Regions from separate parts of the Mus musculus genome. Here region 1 is linked to region 2. A link is a contact called in public HiChIP or PLAC-seq data. All regions are on one chromosome and are shown on one strand. The core of a region is the stretch at or near the end of the contact, and the rest is flanking DNA. Distances in the headings are between cores, read along the strand shown.

Region 1 (7,319 bases), core at 831-3,330, 520 kb after region 2:
CTCTACCATGGAACTACCCAAATTATACCACTGACTAGGACTGCACACAGCAAAACACAGTAACTGTTTCCATAGCTTTCTCCACAACCCATTATCACCTACAGTCTTTGCTGAGTTAAGTCTCCTTATCCCTCATAGGCAACCCAACAGCCTAAGTAAAATTTTACGTACAAATGTGCACTTCTATTCAGTAGTTGAATGGAAGAACGTGTTGAATGGAAAGTGTTCAAAGGACCACAGAAAACTCACCAAATAGGTACAAAAACCAAATTTTTCTACCGGAAAATTTGTAAAACTGCCCAGTTTTCTCAAGTGGGTGTAAAACTTCTCACGACTGCAGAAACCACTGTGAAACATGAGAACTATACACATGTAACTAGATTTCGGAGCATACAGCCTTCCTGTGAACCAGCTTAACCTTCACCAGTCTTCCAAACCCCAGACGAGCTTTCCAGAAACATAACAAAAACAGAAAAACCTACAGGAGCACCAGGTAAAGACAAGGCCTTGAGAAAAAAAATGAGACTCCACACCAAGCCACATACATAGGAACTGAACCGCACATCCGTCTGTGAAGGGGCTAGATCCATGTGGCAGGGCCAACCCTGCACACACGTACACACACACACGGGCGCGCGCGCGCACACACACACACGCACACACACACACACACACACGCACACACACTCTCGCAGCTACCGCCTTGCCAGGGGATGATGAAATGAGGAACGGAAATTAACATTTCAGGCAACGTCTCACATTGTTCCTTGAGGCCAAAGGCTGCTCCTGCAGCCGTCGCCTACACCGCTTTCCTCCCACTCTCCCCCCCGAGTCCCGCCTTCCCCTCCCCCAGACGCCCCCCGCCGCCCCGCATTCCTGCCCCCACTCGGGCCTGCGCGCCTCCGCACCCCGCAGCTCCAGGTCCCCGGCTCGCCCGCCCCCTCCGGCTCGGCTCGCAGCCCGAGGGCCGCCTGCTCCCATTTCAAAACACGATAATAATAGGGACGCTGGGAATAACAACTACCACCAGCCCGGCGACGGAGCCCCTCCCGAGGGTCAGAGGTCGGCGCCCCGCGCCACTGAGGACCCCAGGGACTCCCGGGAGCCCGCCGTCGTCCTCACAGCGTCCCGGGACCCACTAACGCACCATCGACCCTCGCTCAAGGCCCGCCCTCGGTCCTCACGGCCGCCACAGCCCACCCCGGAGCCCTTCCTTAGCCTCTCTCGGCCGCCCGACCCCCGGGACGCCCCGAGGCCGGCCTCGGAGCCCGCCCTCGGCCCCTCATGGTCGCTCGCAGGACCCCCGCGGCCCACCGACCGGCCTCTCGCGGCGCACGGCCCGCCCCGGGGCACCCGCGGCGGCGGGCAGCGGAGGAGGCCTGCAGGCCGCAAGGCCGCAGGAACGCCCGACGCCCTCCCCGACCACCACCCCCCAGGTCCCCGGCGCCTCTCACCCGGCTCCGAGGGCGACGCGGCTCCGCGGCGGAACGGCGGCGGGGCGCGGGCGCTGCCCATGCAGCCCGCGGCCGCGTTTCCCGGGCCGCGCGGCCCGGGCGGGAAGGCGGCGTCGGCGCGCGGGCTGGAGGCTGCGGCGAGTGCGGGGCCGGCGGGATGCAAGCCCGCCCTCGGCGTGCAGGAGCTCACGCGGGGCCGCGGCGCTCGCGCGGACGCTACTGCGGGGGCGTCTGGCCGCGGACTCCGCCGCGGCGCCTCCCCGGCTGGGGCCCTCGGTCCATCGCGCTCTGTCGCGGGCGGCCTCTGGCTCCAGGACCCAGCGGTGGCTGCGGCGGGCGCCGGCCGCATGAGAGCCTCCCGCCCATTGGCTCGCCGTATCCGCCACCGCCATTGGCCCGCCCCGCAGAGCGGCAGGGGCCGCTTACGTCACGTCGGAGAGGAAATGCGATGCCGGGGTGAAAGGGCTCAGACGGCCCGACGGCTTCCGTAACAGGCACGGGGCGGCGCTAGGGAGACGTCCGGGAATGATTGGCATCCGTGCGTAGGAGACCCAGGCGGAGAAAGCCGCTGGATTGGCTGACCTCCCTGCCACGGGACACGACGATTGGCCCTACTCGGTGCCGGAAGTGATGAGGCCGCGGTCTGGAAACAAGGTTGTTGTCGAAGGAGCCAGAAGGTGGGAGCCGGCTTGTACCGGCTGGCCTTGCGCTGCGGACGCGAGGTCGTGTGTCGCCTGTGAGCCTGTGTGAGCTTCGAGAATGTGTGTCTCTAGCCGGCAGGAGGCTCTTGCAGGAGCAAAGGCAGCCGGGATGATGGCCGCGAAGGAGAAAGGCGGCCTCGGCCCCCACCCGCGATCCGGCTCTTTCCTGGAGGTGTTCCTGGACTGCGCTTCGCTCCGAGTCCCGTGAGCCACGTTAGCAACCGGGATGTGGTGAGCTCCAGACTCTGCCCGGAGGTTTCCTTAGACACCGCGCGCGCTTCAGCCGCCTCCCTTCCCCGGCTCCAGAACTTCACCGCGATGGTTCATGAAACAACAACAACAACAAAAAAAAAGGTTGACGAACCTCAGAGCTAGGCAGCAAAGTCGCATCGTCATGTGCCTGATTGTTTGAATTTACAGAACGCGGAAAAAGTTTAATGATGGTTTGCGTTAGTAGTGATTTGGTTTGCAAACGAGCTAAAAATTCGAATCCCAGCGCTGTAGTGACCGAGACAGGCGTATCCGGAGCTCAGAGTACATTGTTGTGAACATTTCGAGTTCAAGATTTGAGTTCCATGAAACCTTTGTCTCAGAAAAATGCATAAAGTAATTGTGACGAGTCTGATATGTTGGTATAGGCTTTTTATCCCGGTACTTAGGCAGAGGCAGGCTGGATCTCTGAGTTCCGGGCCAGCTAGGGCTACACAGTGAAAGCCAATTTCATAATATAATAAAATATAAAATAACAAGTAACCAGGGCTGGAGAGATGGCTCGGCGGCTAAGAGCACGTGCTGCCCTTCTCGGCACCCACCTCAGACAGCTTCACAGCCACCTTCAGAGGACTTGACATCTTCTGACTTTTCAGGAACTCACACCCGAGTAGAGTACTCACACATATAGACTACATATAAATCTTTTAAAGTAAATGGGACCTGGGGAGATGACCTGTCGGTCAAAAGCACTCACTGGCTGCTCTTCCAGAGGATCTGGGTTCGATTCCCGGCATCTGTAACTCCTGTTCTAGAAGATCTAACATTGTCTAGGGGCTCCCCAAACATGCACTAGTACACATACATATACACAGAAAAAAAATACGCTTCTGCACAGAAAAAAATCTACAAAAAAAAAGTTTTAAGTAGTCAAACTTCCAGCCTTGTCCTATTTAAAGAGCATCTGTGTATTTGTGAACCAGAAAAGCTAAGTGACTAAAATCAATATTTATACTTCTTTGTTTTGTTTTGTTTTTGACTTTTGGGGTTTTGTTTGTTTGTTTGAGACAAGTTTTCTCTGTGGAGCCCTGGCCTTCCTGGAAATAGTTCTGTAGAGGGTTTGGGTGTTTTGTTTTGTTTGTCTGTATAAACAAAGTCTTTACAGAGCACAGATTATGAAATCATGGGATTGCACATCCCGGAGTGATGGGACCTTAGAGGTGACCTTTCTTCCCTATTTGAAGCAAATACAGAGTTTAGAGGACATGGTATGATAAAAACTGCCCTGCCCCTGTTCAAAATTCCAGCTTTGTGATGAGTAGCTGTCCTTGTAACCATGGACACTTCAACTTTTGGTTATTTTCCTGGGTAAACAGGAACAACAGATGGTGTCAATTTCATCAACATGGGACGAAGAGGATGTGAAACCTGTAAAATACATGAGCGCCTACATAAAGAAAAGCTGTCTGCTGGAGTGTACTGTGTGTATATTGTGTGGGAAGGCAGAGGACCTCTTTGTGGAGTTAGTTCTCTCCTTCGAACTTTAATGTTTCAAGGATCATAGACTCCAGGGCTGGAGAGATGGCTCGAGCGCTAGCTGCTCTTCCAGAAGTCCTGAGTTCAGTTCCCAGCAACCACATGGTGGCTCACAACCATCTCTGGTGAGTTCTGATGCCCTGTTCCGGTGTGTCTGAGGACAGCTACAGTGTACTCATATACATTAATAAATCTTTTTTAAAAATACTCATGTTTTACCTGCTGCTGTGCCATTGTCCCAGCCCAGAGATTTTTTTGTTTGTTTTTTTAAAAAAGTGGGCTAGAGCCGGGCATGGTGGCGCACACCTTTGCTTGGGAGGTATTGCGTCCCACTTGACCGGCAAGAAAGACGCAACAAACTGGAATCTTCCACGGCAAAAGCTTTATTGCTTACTTCTTCAGGAAGACCCCGAACCGGGAAAATGGCGCCGCTTTTATAGCCCACAGCGTGACGTTTCAGCACCTGATATGGCGTGACAGCTCCTCATTCGTTGCTCGCCCATCACCCCACTATTATGCCCCGATAATGGGAGTGACTGGGAGTGAGTTCACTCTCGCACCACCTGTGTACAAGGCTTGTTTACTAGTTAGGCACAGCGGAGGCCAGCACCATCTTATAATGGCGATTGCTCGCAGCACGGCTCTCCACAGGGAGGCAGAGGCAGGCAGATTTCTGAGTTGGAGGCCAGCCTGGTCTACAGAGTGAGTTCCAGGACAGCCAGGGCTATACAGAGAAACCCTGTCTCGAAAAACCAAAAAAAAAAAAAAAGTGAGTCTGTATTCAGGCCTCGCGGTACACACCTGTGGTCCTAGCACTTGGAAGCAGATGGCTCAGGAGCTCAAGACCAGCCTCTCAGCTGCACAGGGGGGGAGGGGCGGCGGGACACGACAACATTGATAGTGTGCTTGCCTAAGATGTATGCTGTGTGTTAAAGCTTACACCTCTGGCTGATAGCACTTAGAGGCAGATAACTAGAGTCTCCCTCCATAATTGAGGCTGGTCTCAAACTCTAGAGCAGTGGTTCTCAACCTTTATAGGAAGCATTAGTGCTGTGGCCCTTTAACCGTCCCTCATGGTGTGATTACCCTCAATCACAATATTTTGTTGCTACTTCATAACTAGCGTTGCTTCTGTTATGAATTATAATGTAAATATCTGTGTTTTCTGATAGTTTTAGGCAATCCCTGTGAAAGGGTCACTTGACGCATATACACACCCCAAAAAAAAGGGTTTCGCCCCCCAAGGTTGACCAATGCTCTGGATAGTCCAAACTCATGAGTCTCCCTTGATTATAGGAGGGCACTCCTGTGGCCAGTTGAGATCAAATATCTCTTAACTGGAATCTGCGCCCTTAAAAAAGAAGCCGGAGGGGGCTGGAGAGATGGCTCAGTGGTTAAGACCGCTTGCTGCTCTTGGAGAGGAATGAAATTGGGATCCCAGAGCTCAGAACAAGTGGCTCACAAGGGCAGGGCCTATAACTCCATCTCTGACAGACACCCTACTGTATGTAAAAAGCCTGTGGGAGCTTACACAGCACTTGTGCCCAGTGAGAGCAAGCAGCCCATCATCACTCCGACCCCAGCTTGGAAGCAGAAGAGTCAAACGCAAGGTGGCTCAGCCGGTTACGGTGCTTGACCCAGTGAGTCTGACAGCCCAGTATCCATCCCCGTCACGTGGGAAAAGAAAAGAATCAACTCACTCACATCCTCTAGCCACACACATGGCGTGTCACTCATGCATACAGACAATGAATAAATTAAAACTTTACTTAAGAAACAAAAGGAGCCATGATGCTGTACATCTTTAATCCCTTTACTTTAGAAACATGCAGGTGGACCTCAGTTAGGTCAGCCTGGTCGACACAAGAAGTCCCATGACAGCTGGGTTACACAGTGAGACCCTGTCTTTAAACAAAACAAACAAAAACCCCACTACATTGAAAGTAAAAAGACACGGGCTGGTAAGATGGCTCAGCAGGTAAGAGCACTGACTGCTCTTCCAAAGGTCCTGAGTTCAAATCCCAGCAACCACATGGTGGCTCACAGCCACCCATAATGAGATCTGACGCCCTCTTCTGGGGTGTCTGAAGTCAGCTACAGTGAACTTATTTATCATAAGGGCTGAGGGAGCGGGCCGACCAGAGGGAGCAGAGGTCCTAAATTCAATTCCCAACAACCAGATGAAGGCTCACAACCGTCTGTACAGCTACAGTGTGTACTCATATACATAAAATAAATGAATAAATCTTTAAAAAAGAATGAAAAGAAAGAAAGACACAGGGGGGTGGGTATGGGGGACCTTTGGGATGGCATTGAAAATGTAAATGAGGAAAATACCTAATTAAAAAAAAAAAAAAAGAAAGAAAGACACAGAAGGAAACATGAGTTTAAGTGTCTGCTTTTATACGTTTTTTTTTCCCTAAAGGACTAATTTGTCACCAGTGCTTCTGACCACAAGTTACAGTTGGTTGGAGCTGAGCAAAGGTTGGGATCTCTGCTGCCACCGAGACAGGTAACAGACACATCTTTACACGGAACAAAGTCCAGATTGGCATGTGCCATTATGGTAAGAAACAGGCCTGGGATTTCAAAGTCTTAAAACTAAGAGATGATCTAAAATATCTTACAAGAAAAAAAGAAATGTAAATGTCTAACATGTCATGTTAGACATGACATAGTATTTTAGATATGTTGCTTTGAGTAAAACGCACTACTGAAATTAATTTTACATAGTTCTTTTTCCTGTTTAACTAGTTTTGGAGATGGGCCCCGTGGCTCCTGTTAGGCTGTTATGCATAGCTCCTACAGAGAGGCGCCCTCCCACTGCCCTGGAGTAGGGAGAGGCAAGCACAGTGGCTTGTTGGGCAGCCCTGGCTGTCCTAGAACTCACTCTGTAAACCAGGCTGGCCTTGAGATCTGCCTGCTTCTGCTTTTGGTGCTGGACAAGAGCTGTGAGATCCACCGCACTTCGCTTTGTTTCTGCTTAAAAGCCTCCTCTGCCTCCTTAGCCTGCTACCTGGGCTGCTTCAGGGACCTCTTGTAGCCTGACATAGCACCTATAGCTGCCAGCCCCAACCTAATCCTATCCCCCAGCTTCTCATGTTTTTATGGGGGTGAAAAGCTTGGAAGAGGCCCAGTGGGGAAGTTCTGCTGTTACCCTGTGAGAAGAAGCAGGGAGGGGACTGAAGAGTGAAGCTGGAGAAGGGCAGGTGATAAACAGGCCCTGCAGAGCGAGGAACCCTGGAGCTCCTTCAAGGAACAGCACAAAATCTGTCTTCATCTATGCAGTTCCCAGACCTGGCTCTAGACACTCAAGTCCCTGCTGTCAGGAACCCTACAAACCTTTACTCGGTAATGTCTAAGGCCATCTTTATTTCCAGTGATGCCCTTCCCCTTCCTTAGGATGGCCTGCCCCTGA
Region 2 (6,847 bases), core at 373-2,872:
CAGAGGCAAGCAGATTTCTGAGCTTGAGCCCAGCCTGGTCTACAGAGTGAGTTCCAGGACAGCCAGGGCTACACAGAGAAACCCTGTCTCAAAACTCAAAACAAAACAACAAAGAGTTTAAACTTGACATCTCCTTTCTCATAAGAAGAATGCTGCCACACATTACCACAATCACAGAAGTGAAGGGCAGGGAGGGCCACAAGCTATCTTCCTCCCAGAGCATACAGAGGTTACCAGATTAGACACCTAGTTGGGCCTGGTGCCTCAGGCCTGGGATCTCAGCTACACAGGATGCTGAGGCAGGAGGATCCCAAGTTCCAGCCTGGCCTGGGATACTCAGCAAGACCTTGTTGTCTCAAAATAAAAAATAAAAATGGCTAGAGGCCAGGTGTGGCAGTGCACGCTTACCCTGGAAGCACTTGGGAGGCCAAGGCCGGAGGAGCTGGTGGGCGGAGAATCAGGTGAGGTCACCCTCAGCTGCCTAGGGAATTCAAGGACAGCGGAGGTCACACAAGACCTGACAGGAGGTGTGACCTAGTGCCTCTGTGATAGACCACTTGCCTAACATGTATGAAATTCTAGGATCAACGACCACAAAATACCTAAGTATATCAACCACACTAAACCCGGATCTTCAGCTCTAGGGAAGCGCCCTGCTAGATCCTGCCCTCTGCCATCCCCAGATGGCTGCATGAAGTACAAAGGAGGGGACCAGATAACTGCTGCTGAGCAGGACAGCTGCAGGACTGGGGGGTGGGGTCCTGACCCACACCCTAGCTGCTCCCTGCCACCCGTTGGGATTCCGGGTCTCCTGCCTGCCTTATTTGGCCTGGGCTGCAACTATAAACACTTCTGGGTGAGATTTCGGCCAGTGGGTGGGGCCAGGCAGAGGAGGAAGAGGAAGGAGGAGAATTCCAGCAGCAGCTAGAAGCTGCGCGCTGGGAGTCCGGAGTCAATGAAGCCTAGTGGCCACACCTGCCACCCCCCAGGAAGGCTGAAAGCAAAAACTTAAGCCAAACCAGGCCCAGAAGGCTCTGGCCAATCCCCCTTCCTGGAAGAGGAGGGTTGGTACAGTCAGCTGAGGGCACATGAGGAAGCCAGCTGCCCGGACTTGTTCCTAAAGCTTGGGACTAAGGCTCCTAGACTGGGTTAGCCTGGGCAGTGTGGCTGGATATCTTAGCACCTTTGATCAGGCCCAGGTGCAGCCAGCAGGAAAGAGGGTCAGTCAAGCCTAAGGTGCATTTTGCTCCTTTGAAGCTGTCCTCACTTGTCACTTCTACAGCCCCAGGGAGACACTGAGCCTGGCAGCCATGCGAAGTCATGGTAATTTCAGCGCTAGCCACCGTCTGTTCAGATACATCCAATCTGGCTGGCCCCTTCTCCGAGTTATTCCTGATCTGCTGGAGACAGGAAAGGCAAGGGGGTTGAGGATGCCTAGCTGACGGACGCCCACCTCTTCAGGCTCCAAAGCCGACGTGAAGCGCAGGGACAGTTTCAAAGCACATTGTGGATACAGAGCTCTAATCGGATCTGTTTCCTTCTGTTAGAGAAGAAAGTGATGCCCCTTGTGGGAGACAGACAAGAGCAGTCAGGAGGGCGTGTGGACCAGTCCTGGCTGATCGAGGAGAGGGGTCGAGTCGGGAGCTGCCTCAGCCTGAAGCAGCCGGGGTTGGGAGAGGCACAGGGACTTCATTTTACCTACTTGGAGCCCGGCCAAACTGCCTGGGCTCTGGGAGCACTTGGAGCATTTAATTACCATAGTGTTGGGGGTTTAATTAGTGCGACGCGTCTGGGAACCGTGGTTTCACGGCTCAGCTGACCTGCATGGGGTGGGTCGAGTCATTCTGGCTCTCTCTCTCAACACCGAGGGTGGCCTGGTAGCCATAATACCAGTAAGAGAACCCATGGACACATAGTCACATACTCCCATCTGAACAGCTAGTCAACTTTTATGTTTCCCTCAGCCCACAGTGACCTTGTCATACTTTGAGGAAGTCGCAGAGCAAGAGGGGACAGGCTGAGATGAGGTAGGTTATACAGGTAACAAACAGGAGGTAAGGCTGAATATGGACGCCCGGAGGAGGTGGGAGGGAGGGATGCCCACTGCCCAGCGAGCTGGACATGGCCCGCAAGGCACTGTGGTTCCTCGGCTCTCGGCTTCTCCCTAACTTGGAGCAACTCCACAGTATCCACTCCTAGCAGAGCAGGTCAGAGGTGCTGAAGGCAGTGAATGCCCAGAAGACCAGCAGGAAATGGCTTGGTGCTGAGCCCTGGCTCTCAACCAGGGCTGCATCAGGCAAAGAGATCAAGGATGGATGATACAGCTACTGCTGGCACCAGAGACAAGCTGGCAGAGGGATGCTTGCCTCCCACCCCAAACTTCTCAGGACAGCCCAGAGACCAGAGACAGAGAAGACACGAGGAGAAACTCAATCCGACCGTGACAGGTCCTCTTCCCAGCAGATGCTGCGTTGGTCCCAGTTAGTCAGTCAGCTAACTAACTGGGGACCCTGCTCACAGTCTCCCCCCCTAAACAACCCACAATGCCTATCACACAGAGGCACAGTCTGTACTCTATGCGAGTCGCTTGGAGGTATGAGACTGAAGCCACCCAAAGCTGACCTACCCACAGGCGACAACTATCAACAAAAGAGGAGAGAACTCAGGGTACAGGGTGGGCCCCATTCCGTATCAGCCATCCCCACCCACTCCTCCCTGGAGGGAGGAAGCCAGACCTATCTGCAGCCATCTCTACTGGCTGTCACAGGTAAACAGGCCGGGTAGCACATGGGCAGGGCCCTGGGAAGTACATGGGTGCAGAAAATAGTCCCTATCCCATTTGGGAGGGAGTTGGCCCGCAGAACTGTCCCTCCTGAAGGTGACACCCTCCTCACAGACCACTTGGAGCTCAGAGGGTCTTCGCCCTCAGCAGGAAGCTGAAGAAGGGGCTGGTCCTGGCCCTGTATACTGTGTACCACTGACAAATTTAGCCTCGGACTGGGAGTTCTTCCCTTAATACACCGTGAGCTCTCCAGAGCCTGGAGCAAGTCTGGTGAGCCGCTCGCAGAGCCTCCACCAGGGTCAGTCCTGTCCACTTCCCTGACCACATGTTACCTCTCCCCAGATCGTAGCTACTCAAGAGCTCCCACTAACTGGAGTAAATTGTGTATCCAGGTCTCCCAGCTGAGCTGTGAAGGGCACGGGCTGAGCTGTGAAGCCACCACGTGGCTTACACAGGGAGGAGAAGCAACGGCCTAGCAAACCACGGAAGGCTTTCCTAGGTAGAGCCTCCCTTTCCCTACCCAATGCCTGCCATCTGTCAGATGAGGGAAACTGAGGCACTGTGGGCACGGCCCCTCCACAGCTTCACCTACTCCTCTAGACACTACATCTGTCTGGAGAAAAACAAAACAAAACAAAAACCAAACAAGCCAAACAAAAGAACCGGGCCAGGGCATGATCAGTTTCTTGATCCACTAGCAACAAGCACACATATGCCTTGGGCTCTTTCCTAGGAGCACAGAGACCCTGAGACCCCACTACAGACATCCCAGTGCGGGACGTTCACACCGCTCCCAGGTGACTGTGGTCAGTGGTCAATTGCAATTCTCCCACTAGAGCCATCTGAGAGTACCTCAGAGGTTGCCATGGAAGAGGCAAACTGAAGCAGGGTGGCCATAGACCCTGCCCCAGGACCTGAGTATGGGTGTGGGACCTGATGTCACCCAGAGTTCCACGTTATGATTCAAACCTGCCCAGTGCCCAGCTGGTAAATTGCAGCCAACAGGATGAAGCCAGCACGGTAGCTCTTGAATGTTCAGAGATGACATAGTTGGGTTCCAGGTCCCTCAGGGGCTTTGTGACTGCCAGTCTGAGCATGTAAGAGGCTCCTTAGTGAGCCGGCCAGGCTCCAAACTCAGGGTGAGCCCCTGAGTCTCTATAAACCTGGGAAAGACATCTCTGGCCTTACCTCTTCTCTCAAAGGATGGGGGTGCTCTAACAAGACAAGTGGGGTGGGGAGCATCCCCTGGACAAAGCACTGAGCAACCCCAGTCACTTGCTGAGAAAGGAATAGGTTACCACAGGCAATTTCCCTACAGAGTGGACAGCACATTCCAGAAGCCTCTTGAACCACACTGATTAGCATGGAAGGGCTGGCCTTTCGCTCTGCTCTGCGTAAACAACCCAGCTCCTGACCTGAAGGCACTGCCCCCAGAATTCCAAGCTGCCAGAAGGCAGGATTCCTCACTGCCAGCTAAGCAGGGTACCTGAAGAGGGTGGAGAGGCTTCGGAAACCTAGACTACACTCTGCAGTGCCTGGCCCACCCCCCTGGACCTCTCTGAGCCAGACTAGTTCCTCTGTCACCACAGCTCCACGCTCATATTCTGAGGCTGTGGCACAAGTCTGGGCCCCACAATTCTCACAGCGGAAACCTCCCTGAGACTGACACTCAACAGTGTCTCTCAGAACTGCACTAGTGAGACTGCTCTGGCCTCAGACAAGAGCAGCGGCTCCCTTTCCTCCAGAGAGGGCACTGGCCCACTGGCACTGCCCTGGCCCAGGCTGTGGAAGTCACAAAAGAATGTCTACAGCTCTAACCCCGGATACCTGCAGCCCAGAGGGAGCTTGCCCACAATGGCAGGAAGAACACTAGACCACAAATAGGTCAGTATGAGATCCAGATCTGCCACAAATACAGGTCAGGTGTGGCTGTGCGCACCTGTCATGTTGGCACTAGGGAAGTTGAGGCAGGAGGATTGTTGTGAGTTTAAGGCTAGCCTAGTCTACATGGAAAGTGCCAAGCAAGCTTGGGATACAAAGTGAGACCCAGTCCCCAAACAAACAAAAACAATACAGGTAACCTCGATACCCAGGATAGACTGGTTCTGGGACCCTTGAATGCAGGGAGCATGCCGTTCATGCCCCTTTAATAAAGTGCTTTGCCCAGAGCCTACGGCCATCTTCCCTTCTCCAGTACTCTAGATTACTCACAATACCTAACACGACATACATGTACCACAAACAGTCATTAGACTGAGTTGTTCAGGAATAAAGACAACAAAAACAGTCTGTGCAGTTTAGTAGAAAGGCAATTACCATGACCTCAGAGCAGAGGAACAAGACCAGAGGTTCTCACACACAGAATTTGCAAAAAGTGAGGCCCAACAACAGGAGATGCCCAATGGGTCCTGTGGTTACACAGTAATAAGGAACAAGGGCAGCCAGGTGTGGTGGCGCATGCCTTTAATCCCAGCACTTAGGAGGCAGAGACAGGCAAATCTGGGTTCAAGGCCAGCCTGGTCTACAGAGTGAGCTACACAGAGGAACCCTACCTGGGGGGAGGGAGGCAGTGGGGGTGGAGTGGGGGACAAGGAGGGCCAAGACTCACCTTTAGAAGTCTATGGTTTCCCAAGGCCATGGTGAACAATAACCCATGTATATATAGGAAGCATCCGTCAGGATGAGTCCTCTAGGGGCACTAGAGGCAGACATAGTGGGTGGGTGGGTCTGGACTGTGGGACTTCAGCAGAGGGAGCTCCTCACAGGCAAAGATGATAGGGCAGGACCTGCTGTGAGGCACTGGGTGTCAATCACAGAACAGGATCCCTCACTGGGCACATGGCCACATGCCCCACTCTCTGTTTGGCTATGCCTAGGTTAAGTGTCACCCATCATGGAGAACACAAGTCCTCAAGGCCTCTTCAACTGCACACGAGAGCCCATGGAAATGCGGAATCTTAATGTCTTGGTCAGTGTGCTGTTGCTGGGAGACACCATGGCCAAGGCAACACATGGAAGAGTTTACTGAGGCTTACTCTTAGAGGGTTAGAGTCCAGGTCAGAGCAAGGAGCGTGGTAACAGGCAGGCAGGCAGGCAGGCAGGCAGGCAGGCATGGTGCCACTGGAGCAGTAGCTTACACCTGATCTGCAAGCATGAGGCAGAGAGCTGACTGGGAAGAGTCTTTTGAAACCTCAAAGCCCACCCCCAGTGACACACCCCACCTCCAACAAGGCCATGCCTCTTAATCCTTCCCAAAAACTTCCACCAACTGCAGACCAAGTATTAAAATACAGGAGCCTGGGGGCTGATGAGATGGCTCAGCAAGTAAGAGCACTGACTGCTCTCCCGAAGGTCCTGAGTTCAAATCCCAGCAACCACATGGTGGCTCACAACCACTCGTAATGAGATCTGACGCCCTCTTCTGGTGCTGTCTGAAAACAGCTACAGTGAACTTATTTATAATAATAAATAAATCTTTGGGCCGGAGTGTGTCATTCCTAAATTCAATTCCCAACAACCACATGAAGGCTCACAACCATCTGTACAGCTACAGTGTACTCATATACATAAAATAAATGAATAAATCTGTAAAAAAAAAATACAGGAGCCTGTGAGGGCCATTCTCTTTCAAATTACCACATTCAGTCTTACCTAGACAGTCCAGTCCTGGGGTACCCTCCCTGTGACAGTAGACTTTCAGGGATCCCTTGAGGAAGAGAGACAAGGTACAGGGTACACCTCTAGCCAACAAGCTCTGCCTGCTACAACCTGTATAAATGCATGCACGGTATTAGCAGCACATCCCACAGCAAGCTGCACTGAACCACAGCTGCTGGGAGGATGCAGAGACCACAGCTGGCTCTGATGAACTCCACCAGCAAACCTGTACCATTTTGTCCCAGGAAGGTAGTGGGCTCCACAGCTCTAGTACCTGGAAGCCCTCTGGCCACCACTCATTAGGGCCATAGCTTTTCTGGTAGATGTGGATACCTGGCCTAAACAGCTCCAGCCACCCCACATTCCCACTTGGCTTTGGCTGAGACTCTAGGCTATGCACGGACTCTG

Evidence for each region. HiChIP or PLAC-seq counts read pairs in DNA pulled down with a chosen protein or histone mark.
Region 1: an H3K4me3 HiChIP or PLAC-seq map of stem cell-derived neural progenitor cells shows a contact between it and region 2, with 2.4 times the contacts expected there. The contact joins the promoter of 2810013P06Rik here to the enhancer-like site in region 2. A contact is called at or near these places in 6 of 39 promoter capture datasets (cranial neural crest, fetal liver, hippocampal neurons and 3 more), 1 of 484 Hi-C or Micro-C datasets (embryonic stem cells) and 8 of 115 datasets of contacts at active chromatin or transcription factors (craniofacial prominence, embryonic forebrain, embryonic stem cells and 2 more).

What each region holds. Positions count from the first base shown.
Region 1 is chr8:123,040,495-123,047,813 of GRCm38.p6, forward strand. It overlaps 2810013P06Rik (RIKEN cDNA 2810013P06 gene), which reads left to right and starts at 2,081. Exons shown (of 1, transcript NR_045268.1): 1 at 2,081-4,108. It overlaps Ankrd11 (ankyrin repeat domain 11), which reads right to left and starts at 1,790. Exons shown (of 13, transcript NM_001081379.2): 1 at 1,455-1,790.
Region 2 is chr8:122,522,494-122,529,340 of GRCm38.p6, forward strand. The region is part of intron 1 of Piezo1 (piezo-type mechanosensitive ion channel component 1); the gene reads right to left. Among named protein-coding and RNA genes, the nearest start is that of Gm26497, 5.2 kb to the left of the region's middle. Within about 2 kb of position 1,623, at least 61 of the 459 cell types and tissues checked have an H3K27ac peak or open chromatin away from gene starts, as enhancers often do. A contact at or near this core is called in fetal liver and stem cell-derived neural progenitor cells, where this site is marked.